Regions from separate parts of the Rattus norvegicus genome. Here region 2 is linked to region 1. The links are chromatin contacts, called in public Hi-C maps. All regions are on one chromosome and are shown on one strand. Each heading gives the region's core, a stretch centred on a gene start, on an enhancer-like site or on the middle of the called end of the contact. The rest is flanking DNA. Distances are from core to core; before and after follow the strand shown. Region 1 holds the start of Sulf2 (sulfatase 2). Region 2 has its middle 180 kb from the start of Rnu6-760.

Region 1 (6,346 bases), core at 1,469-3,968:
ACCAGCTTTACTATTGCACTAGTCAGGTTTTCTTGTCCCTCGCACTAAGAAAACAAACTCTGGGAGGAAGAGCAACCTAGTGGTTCAGAGTGGACCTGGAGCGTGAGGAATGTGCCACGGATTTTGTGTGGACACGTGACTTACTAGGTCTAAAGGCCTGGCTCAAACACTTCCTGCCTCTTATCTTTGAGGTGAAGGGGGAAACGTCTTTGAACTGGTCAGAAAGGCAGGAAGGGCCTCTGGTCTTCAGAGAGGGCAGAGTCTAAGAAAAGATAATGGCTTCGTGATAATCCCCCCCCCCCCAGGGCCACATACCTAGGGGCCAGAAGCCACCAAACTCAGACGACAGAGAGGCAATCAGCTCACAAGTGAAAAGGCATTTGGAACATCGAGTGCGAAATTGAATATGGGATGGGGTCCTTGAATGAGGCTCGTGTGGGCCAGAGGGACACACACAGGCACACAGGCTAGGCAAGGGTGCCCGTAGATCGTCCCTCGAGGCCAGCCTTGACTCAACAAACCATCCTTCCAACCTTAAGTCTGAAAAGCTAACATGTTATTAAGGTTTCAGAAAATGCCATAACTTCAAATAAAATAATAAAATAATAATAATAATAATAAACCCTCAAGAGGGTTACACAAAGTCCAAAGCCACACACTACCCTCTGCCAGGGCAGGGACGGCAAGTCCAACATTCCATTGGCCAAGCTAACACCATCCTCAGTAAACTGCTGATTTCAACACTAAACCACAGAGAAACAGGTTGTTTTGATTTCCCTGGGGACCAGCCAGGCTGGGTGGAGAATCTTGGGGGAGGGGTCTTCAGGGAGCTCCCGCTCCTTTCAATCACTGGTTGTATCTTAGTTGATCCCCTTTGGGTAAGGAGCCGGAGCGGGTCACCACTAACTGCGAGGTGAACAGAATCCAGGGTGTCCCCGGGGAAATCCAATGTCACCCGCTCTCTGTCACCTCCAGAGTAGCCTGGGGGTGCACCGTGGGAAAGAAGCGGGGACAGATGGAGAAGGGAGAGAGGGCGGGCGTCCCCATAGACACAGCAAATATCCAGATTCAAACGTAAGCTGAATGTAATTACTTGGTTAATTAAATATTGACTTTTAACTCAAAAAGTGATTAAAACAAGCTTCAGGAGAGCCAGTCCTGAAGGGGTGGGGCCACTCAGAACTTTCAGGAAGTGGGGAGGGGGCGGGGGTCACCACAGCCACGCTCTGTGTCGAGCATCCTACAGTGTAGGGAGACAAGGCTCTCAGGGTCCCCTCCAGGCAGAGGCCACTAAGCAGACCCTTGGCCCGTGGGAGGCTCCCTCCATCTACCCAGTTTGAGCCTCCTCTCGCCACCAGCCGCCCTCGCAGAGACTAACACGGCCGTCCACCCTTCCCTGGGTGACAATCCGTGCCTGGCACGCGCAGAGCGCCACAAATGCTTGTGGAATGAATGAATGAGCTACTACTCTAAACGAAGTCACAGTCCCCGCTGCAGCGTCCCCTCCGGGCTTCTGAAGCCCGCGGCGGACGCAGGTCTGCAGGGCGACGGGTTCTGACCTGGCGCGGGAGAAGTTTTCCGATTTCATTTGTCCTCTGTTCTGCGAGTTCCTAGTCCCTGCTTGCTCGGGTCCTGCCCGGACAAGCCACACGTGGTCTGGCTTCTAGCTGGCTCTCTGGGTCTAAACCCCAAGGGGTCAACCGGGCCATGCTCCTGCAGCCCGCGGGTCCAGGCGCCCTTCCCCGGGAATTACCGGGGCGCCGGAAGTCCTCCCCTAGCCGCCCAGCCTTGCAGACGGGGTCAAATCGGTCAGCCCCTCTGAGGCCGGCCGGTGCCGAAGCCTCCGGGTACTACCTTCCCGGAGCCGGGCAGCGGGGACCGGTTGGGCTCACCTGAGCCGTGCTCGCCCTGGAATCCCTGATCCCGGCCCGGCCCCGCGCCCCGCTCACCGCGCAGCCCCCGCGGCCTCACCGCGCCTCTGCCGCAGCCGGGCCGGGCCGTGGGGCGTAGGGGACTCTGCCTTGCCGCTGCTCCAGCCGCCGCCGCGGCATCCCGGCTTCTACTCCGCCTCGCCCGCCCCGGCCTCCGCGCGCGCCAGGACCTAGGATCTGGCTGCCTCCCGCCCCGCCGGGGACCCGGCGATTCAGCCATCGCTCCTCACCTCTGCCTTCGCAGCCGCCCGGCGCCCCGGCCCGAAGTCCCGGCGGCTCCCGGCCTGCTGCCTGCCGAGCCGGTGGCCGGCCGCGCTCCCGCCGCCGAGCGCGCACCCTCGCGGGCCTGGGGCGCACTCACCCGCACCCGCTCCCGCTCGCCCTGGGCGCGGAGTTGTGGCTGATGTGCGCTGAGCAGGGAGCTGCCGGCGAGCCGGGACCGCGCGTGCGTGTGTGCGCGCGTGTGTGCCACTCGGACCGGGGGCGCATCTCTTAGTCCACCAAACACCGGCGCGAAGTCGCGAGGGCCATGGATCAGGTCCCCCGGGCTGGCGCGCAGAGAATCCAGCCTCTTTCCGCTTTTTGGTCCTCCTCCCTCCCAGCAGCGAGGAGCCAAGTGTTCCCTGAGGCGTGCGACAGCCCCGGCCCGGCGCTGCCCCTCGTAATGACACGTTAATAAATGTTTTCTTTTATCCGCTTTCACAGGGGCTCGCCCTGGTTTGCAAACACCCGGCAGCCTTTGCTGAAAGCCCCGCGCTCGCCTCTAAACACACACGCACACACTTGCCATTGGAGACGCCGGCTCGGGCCGATCCCCAAGCTAGATCGCGGGAGGAACTGCCCACGCGCCCGGGACCTTCCCACGCGCCTCCGAAGCTCTCTGAGAAATTAACTTGAGCTCAAGCGAAAGCAGAAGCGTTGCCCAGACGTGGGCCGGGAATGGGAAAGAAAGGGGAGGCCGGTTCCCTTGGTAAAGGGAGAACTCGACTCCAGGTGGTGCTGTCTGCGCGGTTTCTGCCGTCCCCGAAGCCACCAGAGGCTTGAGGGGGCCCTGGTTGTCAGGGGTGGGTGAAGAGCCTCCACAGAGCCCACCAGTAGCTTCAGAAAGTACAGATGATGTGCTGGGACCCTGAGGTGGAACAGCGCTGGCCGCGGATGAGAACGTAACCCTGAAAGTCCTCCATGGTGTTTCTCCATTTATAGATATTGAAATCAAGACAGATCGGTTAAGTTATTGGCCCAAGGTCAGACAGTGGAGTCAGGATCTGCACCCGAGAAGCTGAGCTCCGGGGGTTATCTGAACCCCGTAGGCTGTGCTTGTTTTCAAGACCCTCCTTTCCCTGGTGGGATTTTTCTAGTTTCCTGATGGATAAGCGTTGTCAAATTCTCTAAGTAAGAATAACAGGACACCCATGGAGATGTACTAAAATCGCGTCTTTGCTGTTTATCTAAAATTCAAACGGATTGTCTTGACTGGGTTGGGGGCTCTAGACTCCGCCCATACTGTCTTTGTACTAATCCTGAACTTGCTTTTCTAAGCCAGGGGCAAGCCCTGCCTCTGGCCTGTGTGCAGTTGTAGCCTGAAGTGTTCACTTTCACGCCCCCCTCCCCCAAAGGCATTCCCCCTTTCTTCAGTCTTATCACTGCAAGAGAAGGGTCCGAGCTGCCTGCTGCATTGCTCAATGGATCATGGGTTAAGTGGCTTCCATAATTGAGATTTCGAGAGTTGCATTAGAAAGTATAAACAAACAAACAAACAAACAAACAAATGTAGTGTGGTGGTGCACCCCTGCAATCCCTGCTCTTGGGAGGCAAAGGCAAGAAAGTCAAAATAACAAGGCCACCCTTATCTACACAGGAAATCTAAGACCAGCTGGAGGTCCAGGAGACCCTATTTAAACAAACAAACAAACAAAAGGAAAAAAACCTTAGAAAATAAACGAATAAACCAGGTAGAAAAGCAGGCGTAATCAGTGTTGACATCCCAAACATTTGTTTGACTATTTATCTTGCTATAGTCAACTCAGACAGTATTATGGTGGTCCCAGCACTGGGAAGGCTGAGGCAGGAGAATCACCCGAAGTCAAACTTGGTATATTGTGATACTGTCTCAGAGGCACACAAAGCAACAAGGAAGAATACATGTGATCTTTTTGTATCCTTTTCTTTTTCTGCAACATGTTAATTTTACATGTTTTACTCATCCTGGCTTGGAGTTCTCCCAACAAGCACTGCTCCTGCACGTTCTGTGGCCAAATGAAGTTCTGGTCATCCCATGAAGTATAATCGCTGGAAAACATGGATGCTTCTAGATGTCAGGGTCTTGTCCACAGCCCACAGCAGTGGGCAGGTGGCTTCCATCCCCGACCTCAGTGAGGCTGCACCTAGCTTCGAAACAGATACCTTATATCAGCAACAATTTTCTAGCAGGTCCCCAGTGTCCCACGGGGGTCTGGAGCAGGAGAGGAAGGGAGGCTATGGAATGGAACCTGTGCCTGGTTTGCTTTGAGGTTCTGGAGAATGCTCTAGGAGTTGGGGATTTACATCAGAAAACAGTATGACCACACCCCTGCCCTTCAGACAGGCTCTCCGCAGTGGGTGTGCCCACCAGAAATTCCAGGAAAGAGGGCAGTTCGCAGTCTCCCAGTTGACTGAGTGCTGGAGGAAGACGGCATCATGTGATTTCTCTTCTGTTTCTTTCTCTGTTGCAGGGGAAGTGGAAACGCCAGCACCTGACCCCTTCCAGTGCTTGACTGAGGAGGGGTCAGAGCTTAGGGACGGACGTGTGTGCTTCTGCTCATGCCTGTGAGTGTATGAGTGTGCACACACACACTTGTGTGCGCGCCAGAGCCTGTGTGTGATTCGGGGAATCATTCATCAGTTAAGACAACTGGACTCTCCTAATACCTAGTCCACACCTAACGATGCTGGTCTGGGCCTCAGCCTGTTGCCTGGGCTCCTTCCAGGCAGATGACAATGGCTGGCCCCACTCAAAAGCTATGTCTATCTAAAGATGTGAGGGGCTTCAAGGTCAGATGTCCCCCTGCCTGGGGAGTCACGGTCTCTTCCACAGTTCAACTCTGGCCTGAGTGGGCTGCACAGAGAGAGTCACTGTGACCCGAGTCTCCAACCCCTGCCTTCTAGACACGTGTTCCAGGTCAACCTTTCTTCTGTGTCCCCTGTGCCCCTAATAATATCCATCTCTGCCCCAGCTGGACAGCCGTGGAGCCATCAGAACTCCAGGTTCCCAGGCTAACTCCCCATTGTTGGTTTAACCTTAAGAACCTTTGTCCTGACAGCCCCATGCCTTGCTTTTCATCTGTGGCAGAGCCTTGGTGGCTTGGGATGCAGGACAGCCTGGGTCCTACCTACCCCACAGGGCCTTGTCTATTGTTATTTCCTTGACTCTCTGGCAATGGCGGGAACCCAAGGCCTCTCTTTGAGCCTTTCTGCATCTTGGCCCGCAGGTTGAAACGCGTCAGATTGTCTTAAGCTTTTGTGGCCGCATCTGGGCGAAGTCGATGGTATTTTATGAGGGTTATAAAAGACAACCTTTTAACATGTCTCAAACAAATTGGCGTGTAAAGGAGAAACACTAACCTAGGGACATGGCTGCAGGCTGGGGTCTCTGGCTGAGGCCCCACGTTCTGGGGCACAGGTGGCTTTAATAAGGCACACGAGCTTGGCTGCAACTCACTTCTCCAGGGTAGAGATCAAACTTCCCAGCTCCTTTGTGGAGACGGGCTTTTTCAGGGCTTTTAAAACACGAATTCCAGCATCATGCACAACAGTATGAATTTGTGGTTTAATTCTGCTGAAGTCTTAGTTAGACAGAACCCAAGCTGTCTTGTCAGGAGAAATAACCTGGTATTAGCTGTTTATATATCTTCAGATATTGTGATAATGAGAGCCGTTCCATAAGCCCCCATTAAAACAGAGCACTAATTGTACTTCATGTGGCCTCTCTGGGCCAGCACACGGTCACAGACCGGCTTTACTTCAGCAAAACACAGCTATCTTTGCATCACCACAGCCGTTTCCCCCCTTTAATTACATGTAATTGTATAGTCTAATTTATTCTAACGCCTGACGCCTAAAAGTGCACATTTAGGAATCAAGGTCTAGTTTGAGAGGGAGGAGAATTATAAACCTCTGTAATTGCCAAGAGAGATCTCAGAGTCATAGTGTTTACTGTGAATTCTTCTTACCAGGGAAAGAGTGGGACAGTCTCCAGTGGAGACACTCTTCAAAGACCGCAGGTCACGGTGACAGTCAGACTTGCTGTTTGATGTGATAGCATTGGTCTTTCTTGGAGAAATGGGCCAGAAAGTTTAAGTGACTCTACATTGACTGTGTGGCCCTGATATATGAGGGTATATTGACATGTGAGGACAGATGGGGTTGACAATTAAAAT
Region 2 (6,300 bases), core at 3,745-6,244, 360 kb after region 1:
GGCAGACCTCAGGCTGACTGTGGTAGCTAGGCCTTTGCCTAAGCTGATAAAACTCAGCTAGCTACTACAGCTAATGCTGACAAGAGGAACTGGTCTTTGGTTTATTGTATTTTTCAAAACTCCAGGGGATAACTTCTAGATAGCTGTGGAGAACCAGGAGCTTGCTCTCACACAAATAGAAAGTATAAAGAAAAAAAGGATGGGAAGAAAAGCTTGTCCTTAACTCAGAAACAACTTCGCTGACAAAGGATTTGCTTTGCCTTCTGGTTTCAGAGCTTTGAGTGTATCGGCGGGAAGGCCATCCACATCATGGAAGCCAGGGAGGAGACGGGTGAAGAGAGGCAGAGAAGGGGGAGGGGAAGGAGGAGGAGTGAGGGGGAGGGAGAGAGAAGGGGAGGAGAAAGAGGAAGAAGTAGAGATCAGGTGAGGGAGGGAAAGGGGAAAAGGGGAGGAGGGAGGGAGGGAGGGGAGGGGAGGGGAGGGAGGGAGGGAGAGAGAGAGAGAGAGAGAGAGAGAGAGAGAGAGAGAGAGAGAGAATAAGCCCCTGTTCACAAATTTCTCCAATTCTTTTACTCCAACCAAGACCCTGCCCTGGCCTATGAGATACTCATGGCCACATCAAGAGTAGGTCTTCCTACTCTGTTAAACCTCTCTGGAAACACCGTCACAGATCCATTTTTTAGTGTCCAGGGTTTTTTTTAACATGATTAAAAATATATATCTCTATAGAAATCAACAAAATAAAAGTTCAAGAAGAAAGAGGGACTGGGTTTGAGTGTTTTCTATGCAAATAATCATGTATTGAAAAGACACCCTTGCACACCTGCCGTCTGGCCTCTGCACGGCTTTGAGTTCGGACCTGTCTCTCTGGCCCTGGGGCAGCCTCCAGCCCTCCAGTCCCCCCACCCTCCCACCTCCTTACCCTAGCTCCCTGCAGCCAGAACAGGGTTCCTGTGGCCCCTTCATTCACAGAGCCTTCCAGCTCACATTTTCCAAATGACATCATCCCTGCGGGAGCCAAGTCTCTATTTGAAGCTATTTTCTTTGGCCCTTTGTTTTTGTTTTTTTTTTCTTCTTCTTCTTCTTAGACCCAGGAAGCAATGTTTGCTTCCCACCATGTTAGCACCAAGTCGCCCCTTTCTGAGGAGAGACTGCACGCGCTGCCTTAATTGCATGGTTGCTATTGAAACACAGAGTGAGAGACAAAGCCCTTCATTTGGGAGGAAAATTAATTGTACACAAACAAGAACACATTTCATCGGGAATTAGATTCTTCCACAGTCCCCTGGCGGAGAACTTTACGGCTGCTTCCTTTCTGTCTGGCGGTCAGCTTTCTCCCCTTCTTGTCTGGGAGACTTGGCAAACCAGGAGTGGAGGTCCCCCAGGGTCCCTTTACAGGCCCTTCCCTTACACCGAGGCTGCCATTGCTCCAGCCCACCTCGAGCTCGAGGAATCAGAGAAAGAACTGGAAGAGCTTGAAGGGGCTCGAGACCCCATATGTACAGTCCCTTCTCCTCAGCCTCTAAGGAGTGACCAGCCCCTCAGTCCCCGGGGCCTCTGCTCCTCCCCAGCCCCCAGATTCAAAGGTAAAAGAAAGATTAAATGTGATGAATCACAGGACAGGGGAGGTAAAGTAAGGGGAAAGCTCACATTCACTGCAACTGCGAGATTTATTGCTGAGAGCCGCAAGTAATGAAACCATCCATCTCCCACTGCCTGGTAAAGGAACCCAGCGTGAGTCTGAAAAGGGCAGAGAGAAAATCGGCCTTGTTGGAGCAGTTGGTGGCCAGGATGCTCTGCGATTTCACCGCCCGGGGACTGCCCTGTAGAGTGGACTTCCCTGACCTCTGAGATCTGCTAGAAGTGAAAAGGGAGTCCCTGACATCCTAACCCTGCTACCTGCAGAGACTCCTGGACTCTAGCCCTCAGCACATCAGGGGTGAAGTGGGAGAGTTCAGCCTCCATCTCCCCGGGGGCACACCCACTTCCCTGTAACTCATTGCATCGTCCTCACGTCCTGAAGACATCTCAGGAACTCTCTCTCTCTCTCTCTCTCTCTCTCTCTCTCTCTCTCTCTCTCTCTCTCTCTCTCTCTCTCTCTCTCTGGAAATCAAAAGCCAGGCATGGAGATGCACCTGAAGATCACCAGGACCTGAATTACCCTAGATGCCTAGAACAAATGAAACTCAAGACAGATGATCAAAATGTGAATGCTTCACTCCTTCTTTAAAAGGGGAACAAGAATACCCTTGGCAGGGAATAGAGAGGCAAAGATTAAAACAGAGACAGAAGGAACACCCATTCAGAGCCTGCCCCACATGTGGCCCATACATATACAGCCACCCAATTAGACAAGATGGATGAAGCAAAGAAGTGCAGACCGACAGGAGCCGGATGTAGATCTCTCCTGAGAGACACAGCCAGAATACAGCAAATACAGAGGCGAATGCCAGCAGCAAACCACTGAACTGAGAACAGGACCCCCATTGAAGGAATCAGAGAAAGAACTGGAAGAGCTTGAAGGGGCTCGAGACCCCATATGTACAATGCCAAGCAACCAGAGCTTCCAAGGACTAAGCCACTACCTAAAGACTATACATGGACTGACCCTGGACTCTGACCTCATAGGTAGCAATGAATATCCTAGTAAGAGCACCAGTGGAAGGGGAAGCCCTGGGTCCTGCTAAGACTGAACCCCCAGTGAACTAGATTGTTGGAGGGAGGGCGGCAATGGGGGGAGGATGGGGAGGGGAACACCCATAAGGAAGGGGAGGGGGAGGGATTAGGGGGATGTTTGCCCGGAAACCGGGAAAGGGAATAACACTCAAAATGTAAATAAGAAATACTCAAGTTAATTAAAAAAAAAAAAAAAAAAAAAAAGATCACCAGGACCTAAGGCGCCCTTCCAGAACTTCCTATTGCTCCAGCGATCTGCCCCACTGTTGGCATCAAAACTTAGAACTTGCATTGATCAGAGGCAGCATTGGTGGCAGCGGCAGTGGTGGCAGCATCTCTCCTCACTTCTCCCATTCAGAAGACCCTGGGAATTGCAGGTTTCATGTTCGGGCAGCCCAGGAAGCAGCGGAAAGGGGATGGCTGCGCCTGTACCCACACACACCAGCCTACAGCTCTGGGTAGACCCAGCTCATCAGCACAGATATCAGACCCTGGTGTGTTCCCTTCTCTCAGTACCAGCACCGCCAAAGGGCATCTTCTGTCCTGCACTGGAGTTCCGCACCTCAGCAAAGCCTTCTACCTATGCGAACCATCCCTGTAGTGTGCCCCATAGACAGTAGAATGGTGACATCATTTACCCCCGCAGATCCAGGCTCTGCCCTCCTCAATCCTGCTTTGGGCCCTGAAATTTTGATCTCAGGAGCGGCCTCACTGCCTTCCTAGCCTCTGGTTTCCCCGGGGAATCTGACTAAGGTTTGGGAAGACATCCTGCAGCTGGATGGGAATGGGATGCCAGTCTCCTGCCCTATTGGTCTGCAGATTTCGAGCGGCTGAATCTCTTCTGCTTCTGCTAGGAGTCCCCTCAGCTCAGGTTGTAAGAGTGCAGTAGTAATGTCCCTGCCCCTCTGGCCGCAGCACAGTTCCTAGGCACTGTTCCCGGCACAGGTGACTCCTGTGATTCTGTCCTTCCTCCATTCATTGTCCCTTATTAAACTCTTCCTGGCTGAGGTGCATGATTCCTGCCTTTTATCCCGTCTGGTACACCTGACCATGTCAATCCTCTCTTATTCACGGCTTCCCTTCCCAGCGTTTGGTTGCCTACAGAAACCACAGTCTAAAACTACATGGTGGGAAATTCCAGGAATAAAGAGCTTAGTATCACTAGAGGTGGTGTGAGGAAGCTGCACCCTGTCCCCTCATCTGGGGTGTGGATCGCCCTCTGTGCAGTGTATCCCCTTGGGGAACCTGGTAGCCATGTGGGTTATCAGATCCACCACCTGTCATGGTAAGTATAATGGCTAATATTGATTATTGATTGACAGGATTTAAAGCCACCGTGGGAACACACCTCCGGAAATGTCCGGAAGGACGTTTTTCAGAAATATTTCATTAAGGAGCAAAGGCCCAGCCGGAATATGACTGAGATTCCAGACTGAACAGAGGGAGAAATCGGGCTGAACCCCAGTGTTCATCTCTCTCTCTGCTTCCTGACTGTGTGCAGTCCTGACTGTGTGCAGTCCTGACTGACTGTGTGCAGTGTGACCTGCTGCCTCAGGGCCTGTGGCTGTGACTTCCCCACTGTGATGGACTGAACCCCAGTGTTCATCTCTCTCTCTGCTTCCTGACTGTGTGCAGTCCTAACTGTGTGCAGTCCTGACTGTGACCTGCGGCTGTGACTTCCCCACTGTGACGGACTGAACCCCAGAACTGTGAGCCACCGTAAACACTCGCATTAGTCACCATCTCAGAGAGCTTGTCCCAGTCGTGAGAAAAGTACCCAACACAGTACCTCAGTGCTTGTGTCTGTGCGACCCTTACTCTGCCTACTGACAGCCCCACAGTCATACGCAGTCATGCTGTGGTTCACCTCTTGCAGCTCAAACCTGCTAAACAGGCTTTTCTGTAGGTGAGTCTGTGTGGTCAAAGACACAGCATATTTAGGGTTCGGTCTTAGAACTCACTGGTGATCCCAGAACACAAGCTCCATAGATAAGGGGACTTGTGTGTTTTTCTCCTCACGGCAACAGGTATTACCACCGGAGATAACCAGCGAATTTTGCCAAATCTAAGTGCCATTGGCTAAGACAAAGCCTCTCCAACTGCAGCCAGAAACCTCCCCACCTTCGGTCACAGATTGGAGCACACATAGCCAGTGAAAACTTAGCAGTGAAAACTATTTACGGTTTCTAGGTGCAATTGCCAAAAGCGAGCCCAAAACCAAGCACACGTGGAGTCCCGCCGGCTTACGACTGTGCTGGCTGGCGTCTCCTCTTGCGCTGGCTCTGCAGCCAGCAGGCTGACCACACACGTGAACTTTGCACACAGCTCATGCCATGGGACAGGAGCCAATGGTGCCTGAAGCAACTCTGCCCCGATCTGAGGCTGCCGTGTGCTGTGAATTATCCTGGTTTTATTTAACGTCCAAACTTTCTGCTCGTACAGTGACATAATCATTTAATTACCAAAAACAAGGACTTTGATATTTCCCTACCAGCATTCCTCGGCGTATAAGTATCAATTAGCATATCTTAGGATTGGATTGTGTTAAACAGACAGGCCTGTAAATTGCCTTGGTATGTAAATTTCCCTGTGTCTTTAATAAACGAAGAAAACCACGTGTCTATCAAAGGATTGCCCTAAAATTAATTTCTGTGTTATTTTATTAGAAGAAAACGTTTTTATCTGGGTTCCTATGAAAAGACACATAAAGATTTGTGTACACACGGAAGTCTCTGAAGAAGCCCTGAGCCTTAAGGTTGGCTTCTCACACATGCTAAGAACTACACGGACGTGAACTCCAAGCACATCACCATGGAGATACATTCCGACTTCAGATATTAGACTATGAAAACAAATTGTGGTTGGTTCTGAATTGTCTTTCTAAATCAACAAGGAGACATGATGGACGTGTTCTCTGTGCCCATCCCCCTGTCAGCTCCCTCTGGAGCCCAAGCTCTATTCTTCCCTGTTGCTTCCAGATGCTTGAAGAACGAGAAGGGATGGCCTCCAGACCTCCAGACTCCGTCAGGACTCCTGCTTATTGCGGCACACACTTGGCTTTTCCCAGCATATCCAGTCCTTCCCCAGACTGAGCCCTAGGCGGGATGGAAGAGTTCTGCCCAGCGCATAACCCTCCTGTCTCTGAAGCCTCTACCTGCCCCAGTCCAGTGTCCCAGTCAGGTGACTGATGTCCCTGCTGGGCCAAGCACTCGGGAAAGCAGGTGAAGTGAGGATCCAGGATGAAGCTCGGATGGTGTGTGCTAGCCTAGCATAGCTGAAACCCTGACTCAACCCCCAGCCCACGTAAACTGGACTTTGTGGTGCATGCCTGCAATCTTAACACTCAAGAAGTGGAAGCAGGCGGTTCAGAGGTTCAAGGTCATCCTTGGTAGTTTGAGACCCTATTAGACAGAGAAGGATAGGAAAACTCGATGCTTGTTGGGCCACCCTCACCATAAACTACTGGTGTGGAAATGTTGTTTCTTCCAGCTTGCTGCAAAAGGATTTTAAACCCGCTTCCCGGAGTTCTGTTTACAGGGAAGCTGGAGGCCTGGTGCAATCCTCATCTCCCGTCACACTTCATCGAGAGCAGGCACTCGAGAGATAACTTCCTCTCTTCCACAT

Evidence for each region. A called contact is a pair of places that touch in the nucleus more often than the background predicts.
Region 2: a contact with region 1 is called in a Hi-C map of liver, with 7 times the contacts expected there. The contact joins the enhancer-like site here to the promoter of Sulf2 in region 1. A contact is called at or near these places in 2 of 12 Hi-C or Micro-C datasets (frontal cortex and liver) and 1 of 1 datasets of contacts at active chromatin or transcription factors (oligodendrocytes).

What each region holds. Positions count from the first base shown.
Region 1 is chr3:175,320,933-175,327,278 of GRCr8, forward strand. It overlaps Sulf2 (sulfatase 2), which reads right to left and starts at 2,719. Exons shown (of 21, transcript NM_001034927.1): 1 at 2,162-2,719.
Region 2 is chr3:175,676,192-175,682,491 of GRCr8, forward strand. No RefSeq gene overlaps it. Among named protein-coding and RNA genes, the nearest start is that of Rnu6-760, 180 kb to the right of the region's middle. Within about 2 kb of position 4,995, at least 14 of the 93 cell types and tissues checked have an H3K27ac peak or open chromatin away from gene starts, as enhancers often do. A contact at or near this core is called in liver, where this site is marked.